Linked DNA regions of Bos taurus: region 1 is linked to region 2. The links are chromatin contacts, called in public Hi-C maps. All regions are on one chromosome and are shown on one strand. The core of a region is the stretch at or near the end of the contact, and the rest is flanking DNA. Distances in the headings are between cores, read along the strand shown. Region 1 has its middle 52 kb from the start of GC. Region 2 has its middle 5.0 kb from the start of SLC4A4.

Evidence for each region. A called contact is a pair of places that touch in the nucleus more often than the background predicts.
Region 1: a Hi-C map of liver shows a contact between it and region 2, with 2.4 times the contacts expected there. The contact joins two enhancer-like sites. A contact is called at or near these places in 2 of 11 Hi-C or Micro-C datasets (liver and skeletal muscle).

What each region holds. Positions count from the first base shown.
Region 1 is chr6:86,954,081-86,956,780 of ARS-UCD2.0, reverse strand. It overlaps a transcript of GC not described here. Among named protein-coding and RNA genes, the nearest start is that of GC, 52 kb to the left of the region's middle. Within about 2 kb of position 1,275, at least 15 of the 102 cell types and tissues checked have an H3K27ac peak or open chromatin away from gene starts, as enhancers often do. A contact at or near this core is called in liver, where this site is marked.
Region 2 is chr6:86,496,831-86,499,530 of ARS-UCD2.0, reverse strand. It overlaps a transcript of SLC4A4 not described here. Among named protein-coding and RNA genes, the nearest start is that of SLC4A4, 5.0 kb to the left of the region's middle. Within about 2 kb of position 1,435, at least 36 of the 102 cell types and tissues checked have an H3K27ac peak or open chromatin away from gene starts, as enhancers often do. A contact at or near this core is called in liver, where this site is marked.

The DNA.
Region 1 (2,700 bases), core at 26-2,525, 460 kb before region 2:
AAAGGGTATTCTCAACCATAATTATCAAGTTAAAAAGTGGAAAAGCCTGTATTTATATTTCTCTTTATCCCATTTCCACAAGGAAATCAGATCTACCCAGGCTACATTTTGCAGAATATATTACCTTTTAAATAAACATTTATTGAGCATCTGGCCAGCATTTACAAAGGACATTCCCCACTGTCAGAGGAATTTCCACTCTAGAGGAAAGACCGGCATCTATACCCATAACTAGAGAGTAAATGACATCCCCCAAAGAAAGGAAATTGCAGAGGTAAGGGTTGGTCAGTGGCGAGTCTCCACATCTGAACGTCAGCACAGGTTCTTAAAGGCTTCCCTGGTGGCTCAGATGGTAAAGAATCTGCCTGTAATGCAGGAGACCTGGGTTTGATCCCTGGGTCAGGAAGATCCCTTGAAGAAAGAAATGGCAACCCACTCCAGTATTCTTGCCTGGAGAATCCCATGGACAGAGGAGCCTGGTGGTTTACAGTCCATGGGGTCGCAAAGAGTTGACATGACTAAGCAACTAACACTTTCTCTTTCTTTTCAGTTTCTTGAAGGTGATGCTGCTCTCTGCAATGAAGTCAGCTCAAGGGCAGGTTACCTTGTAATGCCCCTTGCCCATGCAAGAAGCATGTCATCTGTCTTTTCTTCTCTTGCATCTCACCAGCCAAGTCATCTTTCCTGAAAATTCCAGCTGGCAATTGAAGTTCAGAAGGACAATGAGAATGATATATCAATCATCAGCCTTTAGTTGAAAAATCACCATAAATTGTTTGGTTTTATCTTGTTAGTTTGTTTACCTTAGTGATAGGTAGGAAGATTACACATCAAAAATAGTAATTAAAATAAGTCATGCTGCCACATCTACAATCAGGCTCTGGATAAACAGAAATGAGACAGAATGTGTCTTCCAAGGTCATCAATAACCAGCTCTGGACTTTCTTTTGTACTTGTTACTTAATCCTCCTTTTTACTCAAATTCTCCACAGGGTTTCCAGTGTTCAAATCACAGTGATAATAATACTTTATATATGTTTGACACTTTTCAATGTATCTGTCCTTCGTCTAGCCCGGACCCTCCCCATGGGGCCAGGCATTCACAGGGCCAAAGGGACATGCACACCCAAGAATCCATTTTTCCTCCTTCCAGACCTTGCTGTAGGACACAGGGTGCAGAATGACTTGCAAAATTCCAGCACCTACACAGGCATCTTCTGCAGGCTGACCGCACTGTCAGCGGGCCAAGAGGGAGTTGTTTGCAGAAGATGTGGACAGGGTTCAGACACGTGGGCTGAGGACTGAACATGCGTGTAAATGAGATCATCAGAGACCTGGACAGATTGGACCTGGCAAAGAGACAGTAACAGGTCATGGGCTGGAGGCTGGCTTTCTGCCTTCTGCCAAGTTCAATCATAGAGCTCAGAGGACTCTAAGGATTTTAAACTTAAACCCGGATGTTCAGGTTGTTATGAAGACATATTTGCCAAACTAGGAGGATAGAACATATTTTATTTATTTAACGGCTTGTTAGCTTAATTTCAAACTTTTAAATATGTAGACATATGCTATATGGGCCTCCATTTGGATTCTTACACCTTGGCCTGCAGTTTTGGGTCCACTCTGTATTTTGCAGGTACTAAAATGAGTCAATTAAATGATTTCTTCCCTTTTTCCCCCACCACCGAAAAGCAGTTCCCAGCTGTCTCACCCAAACAGGTTTAACAACAAGTTACACCCAGGCTTATCAGGATGGTGACTTAAAGCAAGCTACTGGCTCTCTCTCCTCCAGAAGCAAGCCTGGAAATTGTGAAAGAAAATGAAAATGATTTGAGGGACTAACAACCATAATGATAATTATGAGAATCCTGGAGAGTCTGAAGGCTGGAGGATCCCCTAAAGGCTATCTTGAACTTGGGGACAGAGAGGAGAGGGAGGTTGAATTGTAATGGTTTCAACCCTGGGCAGAGAAAGCCAGAGGAAAGCTTCTAAACTCAGCTCATGCACTCAGAAAAGTTTAAAACTCTAAGAATATCATAAAAGAAAGCCTGAATGAATGAAAAGACAGTGTATGCTCCCACAGTCAATAACTCGCTATCATAAAAATATCAATTCTCTTCAAATTTATCTATAAATTAAATGCAATCACCATTAAAATTCCCAATGAATTTTTTATCAGTCATTCCAAATCCTTATTTGAAAATGGTGGACTTCCCTGATGGCCCAGTGGTAAAGAATCCACATGCCAAAGCAGGGGATATGGGTTCAATCCTTGGTCTGGGAAGATCCCGAAGCAGCTAAACCTGAGCACCACAACTACTGAAGCTGTGCACTCTAGGGCCCACATGCTGCAACCACCGGAGACCATGCACCTAGAGCCCATGTTCTGCAACAAGAGAAGCCACCACAATGAGAAGTCCAGGCACCACTGCTGCTGCTGCTGCTGCTGCTAAGTCACTTCAGTCATGTCCGACTCTGTGCGACCCCACAGATGGCAGCCCACCAGACTCCCCCATCCCTGGGATTCTCCAGGCAAGAACACTGGAGTGGGTTGCCATTTCCTTCTCCAGTGCATGAAAGTGAAGTTGCTCAGTCGTGTCCGACCCTCAGCGACCCCACGGACTGCAGCCCAGGAGGCTCCTCCATCCATGGGATTGTCCAGGCAAGAGTACTGGAGTGGGTTGCCGTTGCCTTCTCCAA
Region 2 (2,700 bases), core at 186-2,685:
CAAAGAGCAAGAACCCACCAGTAATACAGCATTTGTAGACCTCGATGAAGATGACAGGTTAATGGAGAAATCTCCTTAAAAGACCCTGGAAACAACAAAATACTGGATCCTGTACTATTGCATCTACACTCCTAGTACTTACTATCTCCCCTTCAGGAAACAAAGAGTAGTGTAGCCCACATTTCTTTTCAAAGTGCACGCTTTCTGGTCCTATAACCTACAGAATCCAACACAACTTCCTATAGTCATTTCTGCACCCCTACCACTAACCAAGCTGGTCCCAAAGCCATTTACTAACTTTTCACACATTTCCTAAATGAAAAGGTTAGCTTTTGCACCTAAGCTCTTCCCCAAATCGCACACAACAAACAATCAAAGCAGAAGTGAAGGAAGTCAACAGTAACAACTAAAGGAGACTAGACAAGCTTTAATGCCAAAATCACTTCCTAGGCGGAGAAAACCATCCAGCCTGACTGAAGCACTGTGCACAGGCTCCGGGTTAGAGGGAGCATAATGGTAGGGGCATTCGTTGGCTCTTTGATACATATTTCACATTCCCTCCAAGACTATACATAGCAAGTAACTAGAAACCTAGTTCTTTCTGGTGGACAGTGCGGAGCATCTGTAAGCACCCTCCTTCCTGTAAAAAGTGCAAAGGAAAATGCAAACTGAAAATATAGAACCTGCATGCCCAGAGCAGCCCTTTCCTTGTCAAGAGCAAGTGCAGCCTGGCACATCTCGGCTTTGACACAGAATTCAGGGATTTTATAGCTTTCTTCCATCTTTATACCACAAGTGTCCATTGTTGGGGTTTGTGCACACCCCACCCGAGACCAAATCCTCTCAGCAGTTGCTTGCTATTATTAGTAAGACAGAGATATCTTTTAAAATGCCCCGTCTGACCCAACCAGTTTTTCCCTCTATCAGTAGGAAGAAATGAACTCCTCTAGTTCCTAATCAGGCCCCCAAAATCTACGCTAAAATGTTCCTTTCACACCAACTGCACTTGCTGAAAACAAAGAAGGGAGGGAGCATGCTTCTAAACAGTTCCCTAGGCTGCTCTTGTCGTCAGCATGAGGCAAAGTTCAGAATAGATTTGGAAGCTTCTCACCAGCATCACGGGGAGAAGGGTCATACCAGTCAGTATAAAATCCATGCGGGGCCAACACTGCCTTCCTTCAGCAGGACGTCTGACAGCAGAAGTCAGACCCCTTCCCCCAGCAATCCACATACCCAATGTGGGGCTTCTCCCATCCTCTGTTATGCTGGGAGCTGCAAGTGATTTAACTGTAACCCATGTCAAATCAGCTGCCAAACAGACTGGCCCTCAACAGCCGGTCCTAATCACTGCACAGGCTTGTAAGGGTGACTTAAGCCTGGCACGAGAAACATTTGTGCAAAACTGTCGGCCATTGGGCCCTGGGCACCCATCTACATTCCACCCCTCTGAGTTCCCAGCCCTAGAGCCCTCGCCAACTGCCAACGTGCTCACCAGCTAGTCCACACAGCGCATGCAGCTGCCACTCAGCCAGTCAGCAAGTGGCAGGCCGCCAGCACGCAAGTTTCAGAATGCGAGCATGCCCCGTCACAGTGCTGCTAAAGGTTGAAGGTCTCTGTGTGCTAGCCTTTAGATTCGCCTCACTTGCCCTCCCACCTCCCTTCTCTCACCCCTCCCGGGTTCTGCCTCCCACGGTAGCATTTCACTCGTCTCTATAGTAACAGCATCTGGTTTCAGGGTTATAACTTTATGCAGAGCATTTCTCCTCCGAAGCAAGGGCTTTTGCCAAAGGATGCACTAGCAGCAAAAAGGCTGCTGCTTAAGGTGGAGCCACATGTTCCCTTGTCACCCCCCAGAATGCGGCTATGTTCTCAGCTGCAGGGTCACAGCAGCGGCACCGCTCAGACCCAGAGAAGCAGAAAGCAGCCCTTCCACCTTGGTATGCCCACTCCCACTGCCAGCCCCTCTCCTCCACACCCTGCTCTCCACTTAGCTGCACGGGGATCGAATGAATACTGGTGCTTCCTGATTGCTTTCAAGAAGGCACCAGACCATGCACAGCACCCTCAGGAGCAGAGTAGCTCCAGTTGTTCATACGTCTGTATCTGAGCTCAACACCACTGGTTCTTTCCATGCGTACAGCTTAAAATTTACTACTTAACCTCATATTTAAACTCATCTCACTTTATCCTCACTAGCCTGATCTGTTTACAAGAGCCAGGGAACCCCGTAATCTCTCACTTTACAACAGCTTTCCCATGCACAGCAAATGTTTACACACATGCCCGCACACACCAAAGTGACGCACGGAGGGGAGTGGACAAGTACCAGGAAGTGAAGAGTTGTATTATCATTGTTATTACTTGTTGCTGCTGTAAATTTATATTTACACTGTGTGTAAGGGCCTTTCCTTGAGGGGTACAAGGAGTTCGTCTCAAGTCTCAGAGCTCAATGCAGGTTGCCCCTGCTTCTCAGCTGGTTAGATCACGTGAGAGGCAAAAAAAAATTGGTATTTTCACAGGTCTTTTTCAGGAGCCACCAGTACTGACATTTACAAGTATACACTCACACACACACACAGACACACACATCTCTCCGAATTCTATTTCCTATTCAAATCATCTCCAAGAAGAGGGGAATCATTAGCATCGCCAATCATTTGCCAGTGTAATGTTTTCAAACTTTGGAAACCACACAGTGTT